Linked DNA regions of Rattus norvegicus: region 2 is linked to region 1. Evidence: chromatin contacts called from public Hi-C data. All regions are on one chromosome and are shown on one strand. The core of a region is the stretch at or near the end of the contact, and the rest is flanking DNA. Distances in the headings are between cores, read along the strand shown. Region 1 has its middle 21 kb from the start of Mrps11. Region 2 holds the start of Aen (apoptosis enhancing nuclease).

Region 1 (3,380 bases), core at 403-2,902:
TTTATTTAATCCAGGTGGAAAGAGAGGGTAAAGCTGAGAAGTGGGGGTGGGGGAGGGAGGTGTCGAGTGGGGGTTGGGGGGGGTGAGCAGGACCATGGAGCAGTGCTTTTCCAGACAAGCTGGGGAGAAGCATAGATGGAAGAGAAGCTCTGAGGCTGCTGCAGAGAGAGAGAGAGAGAGAGAGAGAGAGAGAGAGAGAGAGAGAGAGAGAGAGAGAGAGATAGTACCACAAAGGAGCCTGCCAGTCCTCCCCAGTACTCCTCCTCTGAGAGATGAGGTGCTTTTTCCTCACCTGCATCCTGGGCCCTTGGAGGGGAGCACGTGTCCCTGCGCACAAAGCACAGTCAGAGATCCTGGGGACAGGCAGGGATCCTGAGCACAGCGTCCCTGAGAGCAGGCAAAAGCACATTTTTTGTCCTGTTGGGACTGGGATAATTGGGGCATTAAGGGAAAATGCATTTCTCACCTATTTTCTGTCTGATTGAAATGTACTTTGCAGTCATTTAGAGCCCTCACACCTCCTCAAATCAGAGCTCAGCTCACTCAGACAGAGGCAGAAAACTGGGACATCACATGGCTCTTGAGGCTCCCAGGATTTGACAAGCAAAAAATACAACCTCACCCATATCCCTACCATCTGAAGACATGGCCAGGCTGGGCAGACGAAGCCCCTTGCCTGGGTGTACCCTTCATAAGCAAGGTGGAAGTCCAGGGCTCCCACATGAGGACTGCACTTGCCTCCCATCACTGCCGTCATTAAATCACATGAGTTAATAGGAAAAAGCTCGTCTTTCAAAGAATGTCCCTTTCCTCCAGCACCGCATAAAACTAGGTGTGACAGCAGCAGACAGATGTAACCCCAGCACACAGCAAAAGCAAGATCAGAAGTTCAAGGCTATTCTCTCAGGATATGTGAGACCCTGTTTTCAAAAGTTCAGTCTGAGAGTTGTAATTCTTTCAACAATCTAAAACTCTGCCCAAATATTAAACCAAACTTGAGCCTCACAGACTGCTCAGAGCTTTTCCCTTCCTCGGGCTCCCCTCTTCCATTTCAAGCCTGAGTAGAAGAAGATGGAGCTAAGAGATGGGACAAAGCCTCAAACATCATTCTTGCTCAACACTACCCATCATACCTCCCTTACTGACAGGGTTGTAGGGCCCGTGCTCAGTTCTGTGGGAACCATCCTAACCAACCTGCCCCAATGTCACCTGTGCAGAGCTCTCTGTCCTAGACCTTTCTATGCTGGCCAGAAATCTGTGCACCCAAACTTTCCCAGGGAAGGGCCTGACATCTGCTAGAAGTGCTTCTGGCTGCAGCGACAGCCCCATAAAGCTGTCTTGCCCAGGTCACATGCTTCCAATGGGCATATCAAAACTACTCTGGCTATTTTAGTTAGCCAAGGGTTTGCAACAAAAATTGTGTGTTTCCAGACTCTGGGAAGGGTCTGGCTCTGTCCCTACAGATACAATGTGCTCCAACTTGACTTCATCAGGAAGGAATTCTGATGGCATTGTAGAGAAAGATGACCTTCAGACTGTTGCTTCCCCTTGACCCACGAAGAAGAGATTGCCAAAGCCCCCAGCCATAACTGCCTCTTACAACCACCATGGGAAACAGAGGAGATAGTGAGGTAGTTTCTGACTCACTTCTTCCTCCCAACTCTTATGCAGCTGACACCATCTACAGCCTTGGCTGCTCCCCACTGTGCCACCAAGTGGTAGAAAGAGTGGCTTGGAGTGGGGGAAGGGAAGCACAGCAAACAGTGCCTCCTAAGTGAGAGCAAGTCTCCTGAGTCACAGACCTGTGAACTGGCTCCATGCCACCTGGAGAGAAGAGTCTGACAGGAGAGCTTCTGGTAGCAAAACACTGGTGATGTCTCCTAGAGCCTGACTCTGGCGAACACAGGCACAAAGATGGAGATGGTGCTGTGGCCACACTGGAGAAAACAGCCTGTAGGGCAAGGGGAAAAAGCAAGGCAGCCATATTGTTAGCAACTGCTGGCACAAGGGACCAACAAGGTTCTGTGGTTCAGTGGGAACTGTGAAGTGGGGTGGGTTTGAACCGATGTCGCATCACATTGGCCTTCTGACCCTGTTAGATCCAGGAAGGGGTGGACCCAGGGCTGGAGCTGAGAGGTGTTGGGAGGGCTCAGCCTCAGACTGCCATGCTTGTTAGTGAAGGAGGGGTGTTTGAATTCTCCTGGAAGCAGCCTGTGAAGCAGAGCAGTCCCCAGGCCACGCTCCCTCCAGAATACGGCTCAGCCTGACTACTTCTCCCACCCCCAACTCTGCTGGCGGTTGTCTTACCAAGTCTATCACCTTGACCCTCGACCCGGCATAGTGGCCTCCCTGTTCCCCTCCACCATCACCTTTGGGCACAGCCCTCAACTTTTCCTCCATTCCCAGAGTGATCTTTTCAGTTCAAATCGTTTCCTTGACCATGTTCAGATTCATCAGCTAAGTCGATGTAGGAAGAAACTTGTGGGCTCCGCAAGAGCACCAAGGTGAGCAGTGCTCGGGAAGCAGGTGCTTAAGGGCTTCGCTGAACAGAAAAGTTTGAGCCAGTGATTGGGGTGGGGCCTCCATGCTAACCCCCAATCAAACTGGTTACCCAGGACTGCCCTGACCTGGCTCCACAGTCAGCCATGCTCCAGAAAATGTCAAGGCCATGTTGAAGAACATTATAGATGTTACCCGTCATGTGATTTTCAAGACTGTTACTAGAACATTCCGAAACAATAATGGCAAAGCCAGGTTACCAACAAGATGGCTACCATGATATCTATGACTCAAAATACCAGCCAGGGTCTGATTCCAAAAACCAACCACAGCAATGTCTCCAAAATATAACAAAGTTAGACATTAAAAGGATTAGGATATCTTTTTAAAGTATGCACTTAGTAGATATTTATTGAATGAATTCTCTTTGTGTCACAAAGAAAATATGCCTAAAATATCACCATGGGCTTTAGATGTACGGCATCTGGGTGTAGCTCCAGAAGCATAATTTTGAGAAGGGTACGAGGGAGTCTGGGCTTCTGGCCACACTAATGCCCTGCCCATGTGTTTCTTTGGCTCTAAAGCACTCCTGTCTCTACTTCATTCTCCCATTCATTTGAATATATACATTATTTTTTTAACATTTCCACCTTCCACAACCAAATAGAGAGCTATCAGACACCTCTGGCAAATATTTATATTTTATATATACTTCAATAATATTACATAGAGATATATGCAAAAATTTGAGGAAATTATAGTAAGCAGACTACCTAAGAGGAACTACATGGAGGAATTAAAGTGATATATATGTGTGTGTGTGTATGTGTGTGTGTGTGTTTTAATATTTTACTTATTTATATGAGTACACTGTAGCTGTC
Region 2 (3,207 bases), core at 641-3,140, 87 kb after region 1:
TCAGTCTCTGTTTTAATCTTTGCCTCTCCCTTCCCTGCCAAGGGTATTCTTTTTCCTCATTTAAAGAAGGAGTGAAGCATTCACATTTTGATCATCCGTCTTGAGTTTCGTTTGTTCTAGGGATCTAGGGTAATTCAAGCATTTGGGCTAATAGCCACTTATCAATGAGTGCATACCATGTATGTCTTTCTGTGATTGGGTTAGCTCACTCAGGATGATATTTTCCAGTTCCAACCATTTGCCTACGAATTTCATAAACTCGTTGTTTTTGATAGCTGAGTAATATTCCATTGTGTAGATGTACCACATTTTCTGTATCCATTCCTCTGTTGAAGGGCATCTGGGTTCTTTCCATTTTCTGGCTATTATAAATAAGGCTGCGATGAACATAGTGGAGCACGTGTCTCTTTTATATGTTGAGGCATCTTTTGGGTATATGCCCAAGAGAGGTATAGCTGGATCCTCAGGCAGTTCAATGTCCAATTTTCTGAGGAACCTCCAGACTGATTTCCAGAATGGTTTTACCAGTCTGCAATCCCACCAACAATGGAGGAGTGTTCCTCTTTCTCCACATCCTCGCCAGCATCTGCTGTCACCTGAGTTTTTGATCTTAGCCCGATTATACAAATTTTAAGGGCAGTTTGATACTGTCAGTTTAGCAAAACAGTAGTAGATTTGATTCTGGGGTCTATGAGCTCCTCTAGCTTTTCCTTTTTAAATTTATTTAAAAAAAAACCTATTTTGTGTGTGAGTGAGTGTGTGTGTGTGTGTGTGTGTGTGTGTGTGTGTGTAGGTGTAGGGACTGGGGTGGGTGTGGGTGGGTGAGTATGCATGCCCGTGCATGTTAGAGGACAACTTCAGGGAGTTTCTTGTTGTTTGGGGTATCTCGTTTCTGCCTACCCTAGCTAGCCAGAGAGCTTCGGTTAATTTTTCTGTCTCCATTACCATCTCACTGTAGCACTGTAGGAGTACTCTGTCTCTTCCCCTCCCCCTCTTCCTCTCCCTTCCTTTCTTCTCTGCGTAGCTTTGGCTGTCTTGGAACTTGCTCTGTAGACCAGGCTGGTCTGGAACTCAGAGATCCACCTGCCTCTGCCTCCTGAGTGCTGGGATTAAAGGTGTGCACTTTAATCAGCTTTCTAAGAAGGTCCAGGGATCAAATTCAGGTCATCGGGTTTACCGAGCAAGCACCTTTTTACTTCCGAGGCAACTCTCCCATCCCCCTTTTAAAAACTTTTCATAGGGAAATGAGTATATGAATAAAATATGCAAAGGAATACTTAATATGGGTGTGGTGGCAAAATGCTGTAATACCAGTATTTAGGATGTCAGAGGCAAGAGGATCAGAAGTTCATTCACAACTATACAGAAAATACGAACTTGATACTGGAAAAAAGAAGGAAAATGAGACAGCCTGGGCTACAGGAGATCATGTCTCGAAAAACAAAACAAAAAATAAAAAAACACAAATTAAATAAATATTGAAAAAGCAATGCAGAAAAAGCAAACCTGATTTTTTTTTTCAAGTTTAAAGAATACTGTATTATTTCACCCGGTTCTCAGAACTCCGAGACTGGAGAGGCTGCAGTTCACCCTAGGCAGATTTGGGTGTGCACCTTGTGACTTTAAGTCTTTGAAGTTTGACGTTCACTAGGCGTCAGGTCAGAAACCAGACGTTCCATTCAGTTTTTTACTAACCTCCTAAACATTGCCCTCTCCCGGCGCAGACCACGCGCTCCTCCTACGGTAGCCCCACCCCTTCTGACTGGCACGCCTACTCCAGGAGGAGCAGGATCAGCCAATCCGAGGAGGCCTTAGGCGGGCCCTACGGCCCAGCGAACCAATAGACAGGCAGCCGAAGCCGGGCATGTCCGGGCAAGCAACTACTGCTGCCGTCAAGGCTTCCACGTGAAAGCCGCAAAGTGCGGCCCGGTCTTCAGGTGAGCTAGGGGACCGCCACAGGGAGCCCCGGGCTGCGGGTTCCTGTCGCCAGCCTCACGTGGCTCTCGGGACCGGGTGGTGTGCAGCCAGGCCGGAACGCGGCCTCACGCGGTCTTTCCCAACTTGGAGCCGGTGGGCATCAGGGGACCGCGTGGACATTGAGCGTCCACTGCACGCCTCAGCTGTGAGGATTGCGGCCTGCCCTCATACTTAAAAAACAAACAAACAAACAAAAAACTGGTCAGGTAAGCTTTTGGGTAGCATTGGGGACCTTATTGCGCCAGCCTTTCTCAAACTGGGGTCTTCACAATCGTGACTTGAGGGTGGGGTCTCGGGTCCTGTCCCAAAACTTTGCCTTCTACCTAGGGCGGTTGATGGTTAAGGGACAGTGACTTTCTGATGTCATCAGGTTATTTCGTGCCAGAACAGTGTCTAGACGGGCCCACTGACGGAGGTCGGGTCTACCAGCATGGCAGGTGGGACCCTTATGCCAGTGACGATTCTGGCCTTGCAGTTTTTTGGGAACCTTCTCATCTGGAGTCCTCTTGGGTCAGGGACCTTCACATGAAGGCCAAGTGCCTTCCATACTGGCCAGAGAGAGTTATGATGTGGAATATCTGTACGTGGCTTTGCTAAAAGAGCTGTGTCCTCTGAATACTTCTCTCCAGCTAAACTGAGTGAGTGTCATTCAGGGCTTTGGGCTGTGGAAGTGCGTTCCCGTGATAATTGTTAGTTCTGGCACGTCCACAGGTTCAGGGACTATAGGAAATGACTGCCTTTATCTTTTCAAACAAATGCAAAAATACGGAGACCTCTACTCCGGGGAACCTAATTTTAGCTTCTTTCAAACCTTGCCAGCAGGGGGTAGGAGAGTCCATCCTCCTGCCCCCAACCGGAAGTCCGTGATCAGCAGGGCTAGCACAGGTCTTCTAGGCCAGGTTTTCTCCCTTTGCTGGACTAAGGCAAATTGAGTTTCTGAATTTTTGTCAGTTCTGAGATGTGGTTTGTGGAAATGAGGAAGTTGCTGACAACCTCTTAAAAGACAGGGTACTATTCAGAGAGCAGATGAGCAAGCCGAGAGCAGTTGTGTCAGCATGGGTCACTGAGCCTCCCCCTGGCTAAGTGGACCATTACTCCTAGTGCACATGCTGGCATCAGCAAACACAGACTGTTCTTTCCTCCCCGCTGCTACTGCTACTCCACCCTGTGTCTTAGGGTTCTACTGCTGTGAGCAGACACCACGACCAAGGCAGCTCTTATCAGGACAAC

What was found. A called contact is a pair of places that touch in the nucleus more often than the background predicts.
Region 2: a Hi-C map of the A7r5 cell line shows a contact between it and region 1, with 2.9 times the contacts expected there. The contact joins the promoter of Aen here to the enhancer-like site in region 1. A contact is called at or near these places in 11 of 12 Hi-C or Micro-C datasets (the A7r5 cell line, the Rat2 cell line, Schwann cells and 6 more) and 1 of 1 datasets of contacts at active chromatin or transcription factors (oligodendrocytes).

The regions. Positions count from the first base shown.
Region 1 is chr1:142,136,134-142,139,513 of GRCr8, forward strand. No RefSeq gene overlaps it. Among named protein-coding and RNA genes, the nearest start is that of Mrps11, 21 kb to the left of the region's middle. Within about 2 kb of position 1,653, at least 8 of the 93 cell types and tissues checked have an H3K27ac peak or open chromatin away from gene starts, as enhancers often do. A contact at or near this core is called in the A7r5 cell line, where this site is marked.
Region 2 is chr1:142,222,643-142,225,849 of GRCr8, forward strand. It overlaps Aen (apoptosis enhancing nuclease), which reads left to right and starts at 1,891. Exons shown (of 4, transcript NM_001108487.2): 1 at 1,891-2,183.